Regions from separate parts of the Ovis aries genome. Here region 2 is linked to region 1. Evidence: chromatin contacts called from public Hi-C data. All regions are on one chromosome and are shown on one strand. Each heading gives the region's core, a stretch centred on a gene start, on an enhancer-like site or on the middle of the called end of the contact. The rest is flanking DNA. Distances are from core to core; before and after follow the strand shown. Region 1 overlaps NPTN (neuroplastin). Region 2 holds the start of CD276 (CD276 molecule).

Region 1 (6,217 bases), core at 1,617-4,116:
AGCTTGAACAAAACCTAAAGCCTCATATATAATCGTCATTTCCCCCACAGTATCAATTTAAACATATGGGGTGTGCAAAATTTTAAACATTTTTTTTGCATGGTATTCCACTTTAGATTGCTACTAAGAACAAAACTGTACAGCCTGTCCTGGGAGTCAAAGGGCTATCAGTCAGCTCCATGTCCAGCTAAGAAGTCTACACGGCAACACTGCTTTCCATTCACTGTCTTCCCCTACAATCTTAGCTATGCCCTTTAATTAAACTGTAAATATAAAATAACCCAACCAGTAACTACTGAACCAAAGTCCAATAAAGTACTTACATTGGCCCAGCTGGTTCATCATCTACACAGGTATCCAGGTTTTAATAATCCATTGAGAGAGAGGAGAAGAAGGGAGAAAACTGTGAGACTCTACATCAGGGTTAATAGAACAGCAAACGGCAAGTGGCAAACATGGCTATTCATAGCATTTATTCAAGGCCATTCCATCTGGAGGTGCAAAACACTCATGGAGTTATTATTTCTAGATTCAGGTTTTTAATGGCAGGTATGTTGTTTCAATGGTTTTAGTTAACACTTTGAATGCTTGTCATGAAAAACTGCAACTGTAGCGGACAGATAGGCTGCAATATTATTATACTCATCTTGTCCCCAAGTTCCAGTGGTTCACTCTTATATAGATGAGAAGACAAACCAACATTTCAGTTGTAAAATCCTGCTGTTTGTTTTCTTGTGGTGAATGCATGCATAGTTTTGACTCAATCCTGCAAAGTAAGATGGATATGGATGTGTATGTGCCATACGTTTAGCCACACATCCTCTCTTCCCCACAGGACACTGTTCTTGCTGTTCTGTAATCTTTACGAGTGTCTGGAGTCTGGAGAATAAGATAGAGGAAGCCACAACAGTTCAATCTAATAGTGGGTCAGTCAGGCTGGGCTGTGCCAGCAGCAAGCATATGCAGACCAGAAGATGCTCTGTAACCAACCAGAGAAAGCTGAGTAGTGCTGACATCCCTCTAGAGAAGACTTCAGACAGAAAAACAGGCTCATTCTTGCGCCCTGGCCAAAACCAGAACCTGAACCCAGATGAGCCATGAGTTATCTTTTTTTTTTTTTTTTAATCAAAACACTTATATTATCTGGAGTTTAGGTGCCTTCTTAAATTGGTATTTTCTGATTCTGATTTACCAAGTTTTTCTTCCCTGTTTCAACTAAGGGCAACTTGGTTCCCTTTAATCAGGGTTATATGTGTGTGTGTATATGTGTGTGTGTGTGTGTGTGTGTGTGTGTGTGTGTATGTACACAGACACACAAGATTTTTTTAAAGGCCCATAAAGGTGGGGGAACAAGTTAAGTGCTCTTAGTTTCTTTTTATTTTACAAAAGTCAGGTAGACTAAATGATTCAGAACTGAAGGCTTCTAGAAAAACTCTCAGCAGGATTCCACAAGGGGGCTTGGTGCACATGAAGCAGTTATGGAGATTACAGTCTCAGTGTAGGCATCTGCAGGAGCACACGTCAGGAGTAATGTCTGTCAGAGGGAGACATTGCTCCACCTGTTCCTTCGAGGCAACGGAGAGGCAAAGCCACCGCCAGCACACACAGTGACTGGAGCAAAAAAGATTTCAAAAAAAAAAAAAAAAACAAACAAAAAATAACAAAAACAGAAACAAAACTAACCACAAACCAATGACTTATCAGCCAAAACAATAGGCTAGTGACACACCAGTGTCCACAGGATTCTACTACTAAAACAGCACACTATTGAACAGTACAGAGAACGCACTAAGACTTAGACACCCAAGACAGCTGTGCGCTGTTATACGGTGGAATTGTACAGAGATGCATCGGGCACTGAGACACACGAGCCTGGCCTGGATCCTCCCTCAGCACAATCAACCAACGCTCTCAGCGCCCCGGCCACACCAGCTCAGCTACATGCTAGGAACTAAGCACTGCAGGACTGACGGGAGCAGACGTAGAGTATTTTCAGTGCTCTGGCTGTGTACCCGAAAACACAAAATTCTAAAGCAAGATAGCTGATTCAAGAATATCACCAATCTACTCCCAATTTTAAGAGAAAAAAAAAGCAGGGGAGAGGGAATCGCGATCCCGCCAAGCTCATCTTTTCAAAGCGTGACAATGTCAGCACCAACCCAAGCACTTCACACCATGAGCTTTTCTTTCTTCAGTAATGTGGATGTATGTACACCCTTGTGCCTGACTAATAACGTCATTTCCCAGCCCAACAAGCCGATTAATGTGCAAAAGGGCTGCATGAAAGGGTTTTACCAAGAGTGGCTCTGGTGTAGCTGCCACCATGCCTGCAAATGGGAGCAGCTGCTGTTCCCAACAGTGTCTACATCTCACAGCCCCTTCGTCTCTCTCCCCAAACTCACTTTCACATTTACAAGGAACGAAGAGCCTCAAGTCTCCCATTTCCCTAAACTGAACCACTATCTGCAGTACCACTCTCTCTTTACAGGTCAAACAAAATAACAAGTTGACCTCTAACAGGGAAATCGGCAGAGAGGGAAAGAACAGAACTACAGAAAAAAGGTACGAAAATTAAAGTAAATGAGGATTAAACAGCAAACTGAAATCCAAATTAGTTGTGAAAGTGAATGAAGTAAACTTGAAGAAAAGTGTTAACATTATGAACTGTGCATCGTATAGACTGAAGCGGAGATTAAACAAACTCCAAAAGCATGCATATCACTCACTTACCACCATGTTTTAAGGGTTTGATGCAATTGAGGGGGGAAAAAAAAGAAGTCATAGTAACCGACAAGTATCAACATACCCCCAAACCCTCAGGCCAAAAGACAGCCACTTAAACAATGACTACTCTCTCCAGCTGGGTATTACTCACAGCCACTGACTAAATGAGGAAGAGGGCTGGGGGATAATGGAAACAAGATGCTTCTGGAATCCATCTTATGAGTGAAGTTCCTGGTGGGGCTGTTTCACGCACTGATTCAGCTAAATGTTGTCTACCCGATCGAATGCACTAGAACCCTCACTCCCCTTCGCCTACATTGCCCCAGAATCTGGAAGGGTGCTCTGCGATGCCTAGTAAATAGCAGCTTACTTGATATACCACCATCTCAAAAAAGATGGCTTTAATGTCAAAATGAGTTGATTGGTCAAAGCTCCTTTTTCACTGCCTCATCTCACTGAGGATGAGGTTTTTATGGTTTCTAAAACCACTTAAATTTTGCAAGATCTCAGAAGAGTAGCACAAAACCCAAGAAAGATTAACAATTACTTCCAATTTGCTTCCTTGTTCAGTCCTATTATATTTTCTTCATAAGGTAACTTGTTACTGGCTCAGATGACCCCTGCTTAAGAGACAACACGTGTTTCATGCATCATTTTTACAATTCCTATTTCTTTCCCAACATTCCTGGCCTTTGTAAAGCTTCATATGCTACCAATGTTTTGACCATCTAATTGATTTTGGCACATTAGACTAGCTCTTAATTCTGAAGTGTCAAAGAGAGTTTGGATACATCACAGCCACTAAAAATGGTTCCCACAAAACTGCAAGTATCTTTCGTACCAGTAACTTAAAGGAAAAGTGCCTATACTTGCTTATAAAGGTTATCTCCCTAATGGTGAATGTAGAAGACTCTTTTTGATGCCAACACTTTTATTAAATCAGCTTCTGTTTTCATTCAAGGTCAGTAAAATGTGCAGTAGAACTGAAGGCCCCAACAGCTGAGCAGGCTCACTCCCCATCTCCTCAGGGTACTGGGGAGAGAGCTGAAAGCATACTCTATTCACCCTCTGGGTTCAGTCAGCAGGGAATCAACACAGACGGTGTGCTCCAAACATGTGTCCAGCAGTAAGATGGATAGAAGACTAGAGGGATGCTAGCTGTATTTAGTCTTTTTAGAGAAATATCATTTAACACTTTCAAAGAATGTAGTCAGGAGGTGAGTAAACAAAAAACAAAGCCCTCACTTGGCTCCATGATTCATCTGTTATTAAAAATATTGACAGTAAAAGGTGACAAGCAGATAATCTACGTACAAGACAACCTATTGGGGCACTAATCCTCAAAGACACCATAATAGGGACCTAAGGGATTTAGATATAAGTTTCACTACAAAATGTCCTAAAAACACTCTACTTTTTCTAGTAGACAAAAAGTTATGGGCCTTTTAAGCTGCTAAACATTAACCCTAAGTATTTTCTATGTAAGAAATTTAAAGCAGTATTTGCTTTTCTAGTGAAACTTAGGCTGAACTATGTAAGTTGAAATTTGTGTTTCTATACTTTTGTATTATTCCCTTAGTGCTTTTCTAATATAGTGCTAAGTTATAAAAAACTCATAAACTGCCCAAATATAAATACTATGACTTTTATATAAACTTTTTTCATATAAAAAAGGTTGAGTTAGAAATACATTATTGCTGTATCTTGAGAATAGTATACCCATTGGCAAAGAAAAAGCATGTCAGGCCTCTTTAAAAAAAAAAAAAAACAATTTTCACAATGGTATAAATAAGTCAACACAGAGCTATGAACGGTCATTTGATAGGTAAAAAATTTATCACCTCTAAAATTCCAAATCTGTATCAGGTATAATGTACCTCTTCATTCATTCCCAAAAGGAGTGTATGCATATATCTGTATGTAAATCTGAGGCAGGGCAGATGGGAGGAAAGCACATGAGGTGAGTTTGCTCTTGTGAATTGCACAGGAGTTGAGGGGAAACTGGCTAAAGAAGAAAAAGACACAGCATAAGGAAAAGTCATGGAGGAACTTTTTTTTAAAAAATTACTTCCAGAAGAAAAGAAAAAAGGGGAGGGCAGGAATAGGGAGGAGTCTGAGAAAAAGAGGGAGAAAGACAAAGGAGAAAACTATGGGATGGAAATGCTCAAGCAAGGGCAAGGGACATGACAGAGAATGGAGCCTGGACCGTGCTGGCTATGGGGGGGGGGGGGGGGGGGGGGATGGAAAGAAGGCAAACATCGCAATAATCCCAGTATCCCAGATTTTTCACCCCAATTCAACAACAACAAAGTAAAAGCTGCTTGCGTTACGGCATTTTTCTAAGACACTAGAGCAAGAAGGTTTTACTTTGCACTTACCCTGCAGTCATCTCTTTTACTAGGATTCATTCATTCTCCATAATAATTTATCTTAAAAGAAGTATTTTCCCCTTAGGAAGCTGTTCATGAGTTTTGCTGGCCACAGATGTCTCTTATTAGAAACGGATCCCCATTTGTGTTCAACAGCCACAGAGCTCTTAAAAAAAAGATAGCTGCTACCTTGGGCAGGTGCTTGCAGTTGTCAGAATCAATGCTAACCATTCCTCAGGTTAGCACTGAGGTCTTCCATACATGCTGGGACAGCAACCTGGTAAATGAAATGGCTTCCTGCAAAAACGACTAGAATCTCTGACAGGGACAGGCTAAGCCAATGTGTCACTCTGCCAACAGAGGGGCAGCCAGCCTTGTCTTAAAAGTTAAAAAATCAAGTTTTGAAGCTCATTTTTACCTTATTCTACTGACTTTTTGCAGCTCAACCTTTCCAAAACAGAAGCCAAGAAAGGTAGTATTTAACAAAGCAAAACCATTCAGAGGGAATGAAAAACCTCTTTTCAGGAGTGAGACAAAACCACTCCTAGTAAGCCAACACTGAAAACACACTGACAGGCAACTCTTCCCCTTTACTCTCAGATCTAAACATATATCTGCTTTGGAAGTCCTACTTTGTAATAAAGAGAAATTTTGAGAAACAAGCATTACTCATACACAATAAGCCTAAGAAAGCAGTTTTACTTCATAGAATAGCAGTTCTGTGGACCCAAGAGAAGGAAAGTAAAAAATCCCAGGAAACTCTTAGTTGCACAGAACAAGCCCAGGAATTTACAAAGACCTGTCTGCTTCCAGATGAGTCCATCCCATTCCTCCATCTAGTTCATTGCTAAATGTACACTTGGATGGAAATCCAAATACACTGTTAGTTTCAATAAAAAATCTTGTCACCAACCTCACTACAATCCTCCCTCTACTGAGTACAAGCAAAGAGACTGAGGAGCTGCTGAGCAAAGAGGAGGTGGCTGCTGCACTCAGACATGTCCTTCCAGAGAACCTGAAGCCACTGTCCTGCCTTCAGGGCTGCACTCTTTCTAAGGCAGCACCAGACCTCCCTTAGCATTCCCCATTGACACATGTGGCAGGCAGTGCATCCTGCTGGCCAG
Region 2 (6,217 bases), core at 2,127-4,626, 61 kb after region 1:
AGCATATTACTCAAGGTCACTCAGTCTAAGAGATGGGGCTCAAACCCAGGTCTATCAGGATCCAAAGTCTGTGCTCTTGACCATCATATAATACTGCCTGGTTTAAACTAAATTCAATTTTAGTTTCAGTCTAAAGCTTTCAAAGTCTTACCAGGAAGTTTCTTTTTTAGGTCAGGCTTCTTCCTTTAAAATGACACCTTAAATAAGCATTTTACTTGAAACTATGATCCTACAAGTCTATATCTGGATGGGAAACAAATCCTATCTGAATGAAAAGCCCTGAATCTCTCTGGCATGGATCACAGCTAGAGGAGACCTTAAGGGTCATCTAATTCAAATTCTTCACTTTAGGAATGATGCAACAGACCTTTTGAAAAGCATCTACACTCAATCTAAACTACCACATACTTAAACCAGAAATACTTCAAGGTTTGGGGAGGTTTCTTTTTTAAAGTCATCATTTTAAATAGATAATCCAACTTTTCAAGTTCATCTAGAACACAGTATCCACTTCTGAAACACTATAAGAAAATACAAACCCCAAGACATGAGGTCAGACTACTGAAGAGCTATTACCAATAGAAAATTTTAATCTTACAGACATGCTATAAAAAGGCATCCTTACCTATATGGACTCAAACTCAAAAAACAGCCTTTTTTTCTTGAATTAAATTTACATTCATTTGGGTCAACTACAAGCTCAGCTTCACTTCACGAGTCACGTGACTGAATTCAAGCTCATTTCAAGGAAAAGGCTGCACTATGCTGTATTTAGAACACATATCACTGAGAATAGCCAGATGAGTCTTCATAGGCCTATGCAAAAGCCTTGCTTTAGTTGCTAAGAAACTACAATTTCACTGTATTATAAATTTTCTAAGAAGCTGTGTGCCAGCGCAGAGATTAAACATGTTAAGATCAAAATCTCTCGCCTATTGTGCCTAATGAAACCTTGCTTTTCCCACAAACTGAATAGCTGAAATTATTGGTAACACAGACTAAAAACTGATGAGACAAATCAGACTAACTCTACCTTGCCTTCCACAGTGGCCTCATGCTTTGAAGTGTAAAATACCCAATATGCTTCACATATTCAATGCTAGAAATAGAAGAATGTTTCCTTCCTGACCCCTGCAGTGATCATTCAAAGCCATGAAGCATACATAAGATTTTATTTGTATGATTTGGTACAACAAACACTTACATTTAACTGATGCTTTTTCGACCTTGACTGATATATTTTCAGTGTAATCTTCAGCATTTTAAGTACGCATTCTCCTTAGAATGCTTAACTCCATTAGCTTTATCACTGATTTTATTTTTTAGTGAAAGCCATTTTAATTTCAGCTATTCCAACAAGAGTAATTTTAAACTATTCTAGCATAACAACAAAGAAACACCAAAGAATTAGCAAAAAGAATTTACAGTTTTTCAGAATTTTTTACAGTTTTTTACAGAATTTCCAGTAAAGTCATGAATGAGTTCAACCTCACAATTTTTTTCCTAGAAAAAATATTTTTGAAATTTCTTAAAGGCTGTCTCCACAAGAGCAGAAACTGGTTCACAATACTTCTAATCTCATCTCTAAAAGATTGATTCAGCAGCTGAATTTTAACACATATCTTTAACAATCAGAATCTTTTTTGTCTAGATCCCCCATCACCATGCTTCCCACCATGTATCCATCTTCTCTAAGGGATTTCAGTTCAAAACCCAGTTCAATTATCTTCAGTTCAATCATCTCCTTTCCACTGTACCCTGAACACATCCCAGGAACTACTTTTATGTTCCTCAGAAATAATGTCTCTTCTGTTTTGAAACTTTTCGACCTTAAAAACACACTTCCCTCCATCTCCCTCTCTCCAGTGCCGGCCCTCAATCCCACCACTGCAGTTTCAGCTGTGTGAAAGGCCCAACCAATATCATACAGCACTTGCCAAAACTCAGCTCCTCCCTTCCCTAATATATCCTCCACACTGCAAACTAACATTACACCCCCGGCTTCCTGCATTTTACTCCCTTCCCTTATTTTCTGTCTTCCCCTACTTCCATTTCTATAGCCAGGCATCCTTATTTCTCTAACAAATAATTCCCCCTACCTCAGTTTCAACCCTTTCTCCCCATCCTCTGCTCGTTTTTCCTCTCCTTATTTAGAAACTCCTTTTTGCTCTCCCAACCACTACCCTAGAATGCCCAACACTCCACCCTCCTTAGCAAACCCAGCCCTCTTCCCCCACTTCGTTTACAGCTTCTGCTGCTCCTCTTTCCAGATCCCCTATTGCAGTCAACCCACTACCTCGGCTTTCCACCCACCTTCCCGCCACCTCCACAGCCAAGGCTCCCTGATTCCTTACCCCCTCCTTAAGGCTCTAGTACTCTGCTCAGTATTCTTCAGGACTCCCTTCCCCCAACGTCTCATTATTTTTTAAGGATGTCACCAGTCTTACAGGGCCCCAGAAGAACCTTGGACGACTCCAGCGCCCAGGACCCCCGTTCATCTCTGGAGCCTGATACCACTCTCTGTCACCTTAAACACAAATGTCGGTCTTGTGTAGCCTTCTTTAAACACTGCACCCCTTCCTCATCCGCCCCCGCTACTCCAGCTCCTCAGGTCGGCTTCTTCGGGGACCCCTCCCCGACTCGGAGCGACGAGCCCCAAGATGAGCAGCCTCTAAATTAGCAACACCTCAAGCTCTCATCGGACGCCCCCAGCTCTCGGACAGGCGCCTCTGGTTCTCACACCCGCGCGCCTCTTCGAACTCGCGACCGGCATTTGGTCCTGTCGGGCCCGCAGCACCTCAGACTTCGACCAGCCCCCTTCCCCGGACTCCGCCACCTCCTCCGGCCCCGAAATGCCCTCTCCGGCCGCCACCGTCCCTCAGCCCCCGCCCGGCCGGCCCCCGGCGCCCTGCTTACCGTTCTGAGCGGCGCCTGGCCCTGGGAGGAGGGAGCCAGAAACCAGCAACAGTGAGAGGGCCAGGGCACTGGGAAGCGACGAGCCCGACATCCTCCCTGCAGAAGACGGAACAGCGAATGGGCCGGGGCCGGAGCCGGGGCCGGGGAAGGGAGGGGAGGGAGGGAGGGGGCGGGCGAGTGCGCGAGGGAGAGAGCGAGGGAGGCAGCCGTGGCAGGGCTCCGTCCTTCCCCGTCCTCCTCCTACCGCCGCAGCGCCCAAGCCTCGCGAGACCTTCGCTCCGGGCCGTGGGCGGCTGAGGAGCGACAGCATCAAGGCTCGCGAGAGGAGGCAGGCTCAATCGATCCCCCGCCCCTCGGATTCCGCGTCCCCGCCCCTGCAGAGGCTGATTGGCCTAGCGGGAGGTGGGTCACGTGCCAAGGGCGCTTCTGGCCACGTGACGGTTCGAGGCGGGGCTCCTCCGGCTTTCTTGGCCTTGGGGAACCGACGGTTCTATGTTCTGCTGATTCCTCTGCGAAGTCGGAGCTCCCATAAATAAGAGGAAGCTTTGAGAATATATTTCCTCCGCCCATCCTGCCTTTCATTAGTTGGAGGTCTTGGCTGCAAAATTTAATGCACCACCGGCCTTACTCTTATTGTTCCCTATCAAACTCCTATTATTTCTTCCTCCTGGACTTCCTTCTGGACTTTAACCTTAGACCTATTCCTCGCATCTGGCTTCAACCTCCCACTTTAACCCCCTGTATTAACCTTCTAGGCTAAGTGGTGCACTCCGCGTGCCTGGTATTACCTTGTGCTTTACTGCTTCTTCATCTCCCTCTGCGTGAAATGTCCTCCTTTTCTTCGCCCTTCTATTCCCCCGCCCCCATTTTGGCCTTATTTTAACTACCTAGAATCTCAGGCCTGAAAATCAACTAGACTAATTGCTCGTTAGGCAGTTTGGGCACTAAATTCTACAAGGAAGTCAACATGTATTAACTATACGAAATATCTTCAGAAGTATTTTTGTGCAGCAAACATTTACTGAGTACTTACTGTGTGCCGTGAAACCTACGTGAAAAAGTGGTCCTTACTATCACGAAGTTCACAACCCAGCTTATTAGAAGAGCGAGGAAGAGGGCAAATGACTGCACAGCAAAACGACCCATTGGAAAGGAACCAGCTGGGTGCTCTGGCAGTGTCACTACTGTTTGGATGGAAGTTTGGGGAATGCCCTTTCTAAGGATATTTTTGGTACAACCTGAGCATCATCAGTCCTTGGTTGCTAAAGGAGTTTCTGGGTCTTAGCTCATCCCTGACTCAGAGCAGACATCCGGGGGAGTGTCTGTGGAATGAAACTGAGAGGGGCCAAGTAAGCAGTCCTGGTGACCTGACTCAATTTGAAGTGAAAACTTGAAAAATCTGGAAGAAGGAGCATTCACCATAACCTTCACTCAAGCCAAAGTGGTCTCAAGCTTTCAGTGTGAACCAGACACCTGGTGGTTCCAGCCTGAGCTTTCTAGCAAGCTACAACTATGGCGTATTGTTGACCTAAATGAAGCATTATCCTTCAAGACCTCAGGTGAGTGATAAAAAGCTTGGCATGTGTCTTTGGACAAAGGCCATTGTGCAGACAGCTCTGGCTGGAGGGCTACAGGGCTCCTGGTGAGACCAGGATTTTCAGCTGATGGGAGTTTTGATGGGATGCAACCATCCTGCCTCATCATCAAAATCTGTATCTGATGGGGAGACTTTGAACAAGGAATCCTTACAGAACAATGGTGCTCGTTTAGTGGGTTGGGAAATTGAGACTGAGAGAGGCATAAATTACCCAGGATCTGAATGGTGTTGGTAATCATTACTACCAAAAAAATCTGGTTTGCCTCCTTCTAGGAACACAGCAGGGGTGCCTTTCCTTTCCTCTTGAAGGGGGGAATAGCATGTGACTTGCTTCCACCAGGCCAGTGAAAAGTGACATGCATCATTTTTAAGCAGGATTTCTTTTCAGTTGAAGACACCGGAGCATACTCTCTTCCCTGCATGGAGATCAGTGATCATGATCACTGGCATGTGTCAAAATGAAGCTTATGTCAGCCTGGGTTCCTAAGTTAGCATGAAAACCCCAGACCTCCTGCTAAACTGGTAGTTCCTATTGACTTAAGCTACTGAGATTCAGAGGTGTTTTCTCTTGCATAACTTGGACTATTCTGGGTAGGGAAAACAAGTCCACCCCACTACTGCCACCACCATCTACTAACTGTGGCTTGGACAAGTGACCTGTCCCTCTGGATCCTATTTATCTGTCAAATGATGTTAATGATAGTATTGATACATACTTAACTCATATGATTTAAGAGCAGTAAATGACTAAACTTATGTACAATGTTTAGATCGGTTTCTGGTTCATGTAAACACTCAAATGTTGGTGATAATGATAAATACTATTGCTGCTGCTGCTGCTGCTGCTGCTGCTGCTGCTACAATATTAACTCCAGCCCCTCTGCTCTTCCCACTGTGTCATGCTTCTTACAAAAAGTGATTCAGGAAGAAAATTTTAAAGTACAGTGTTACCATCGACTCTAAAAACCTGCAGTTATGAGGATTCTTTTTACCTAGAAGAAAATGTCATCAAATTCCATGATAGTAGCTGTGGTTTCAGACCTCCTTTTAGGGGGAAAAAAAATCTTATAACTCAGTACCTTTTTTAAAGGAATCTAGGACTGATGCTGAAGCTGAAGCTCCAATACTTTGGCTACCTGATGCGAAGAGCGGACTCATTAGAAAAAAACTCTTAATTTTGGGAAAGATGGAGGACAGGAGGAGAAGAGGGCGAGAGAGGATGAGATGTTGGATAGCATCATTGACTCGATGGACATGAGTCTGAGCAAATTCTGAGAGATAGTGAAGGACAGGGAACCCTGGTGTGCCGAAGTCCATGGAGTTACAAAGAATTGGACACAGCTGAGCAACTGAACAACAAGGAATTTAACTTTTTCCTCTTTTTTAAGGTTTATATTACACATAAACATTCTCTCTACAGGTGTGTGCAGCTGTGTGGGAGGATGGCTGAACTCCTTGTAATATCTCATAAGAGACTTAGAGGTCCTCAGGGCTCAGGCTAAAACACATTTTCCTGGCCTCCAGGGACTGCTTGAAGTGAAGTGAAGTGAAGTGAAGTGACGTGAAAGTCACTCAGTCATGTCCAACTCTTCGTGACCCCATGGACCACAGTCCATGGAATTCTCCAGACCAAAAATACTGGAGTGGCTAGCCTTTGCCTTCTCCAGGGGATTTTCCCATCCCAGGGACTGCTTGGAGATCTGG

What was found. Hi-C and Micro-C count contacts between places; a contact is called where the count stands out from the background.
Region 2: a contact with region 1 is called in a Hi-C map of hypothalamus, with 1.8 times the contacts expected there. The contact joins the promoter of CD276 here to the enhancer-like site in region 1. A contact is called at or near these places in 3 of 16 Hi-C or Micro-C datasets (hypothalamus, liver and skin fibroblasts).

Annotation. Positions count from the first base shown.
Region 1 is chr7:20,194,180-20,200,396 of ARS-UI_Ramb_v3.0, forward strand. NPTN (neuroplastin) reads right to left here. Exons shown (of 8, transcript XM_042252141.2): 6 at 324-345. Among named protein-coding and RNA genes, the nearest start is that of NPTN, 61 kb to the right of the region's middle. Within about 2 kb of position 2,867, at least 7 of the 54 cell types and tissues checked have an H3K27ac peak or open chromatin away from gene starts, as enhancers often do. A contact at or near this core is called in hypothalamus, where this site is marked.
Region 2 is chr7:20,255,119-20,261,335 of ARS-UI_Ramb_v3.0, forward strand. It overlaps CD276 (CD276 molecule), which reads left to right and starts at 3,377. Exons shown (of 10, transcript XM_027971575.2): 1 at 3,377-4,475. The coding sequence starts at 4,449. It overlaps NPTN (neuroplastin), which reads right to left and starts at 3,180. Exons shown (of 8, transcript XM_042252141.2): 1 at 2,917-3,180. The coding sequence starts at 3,007.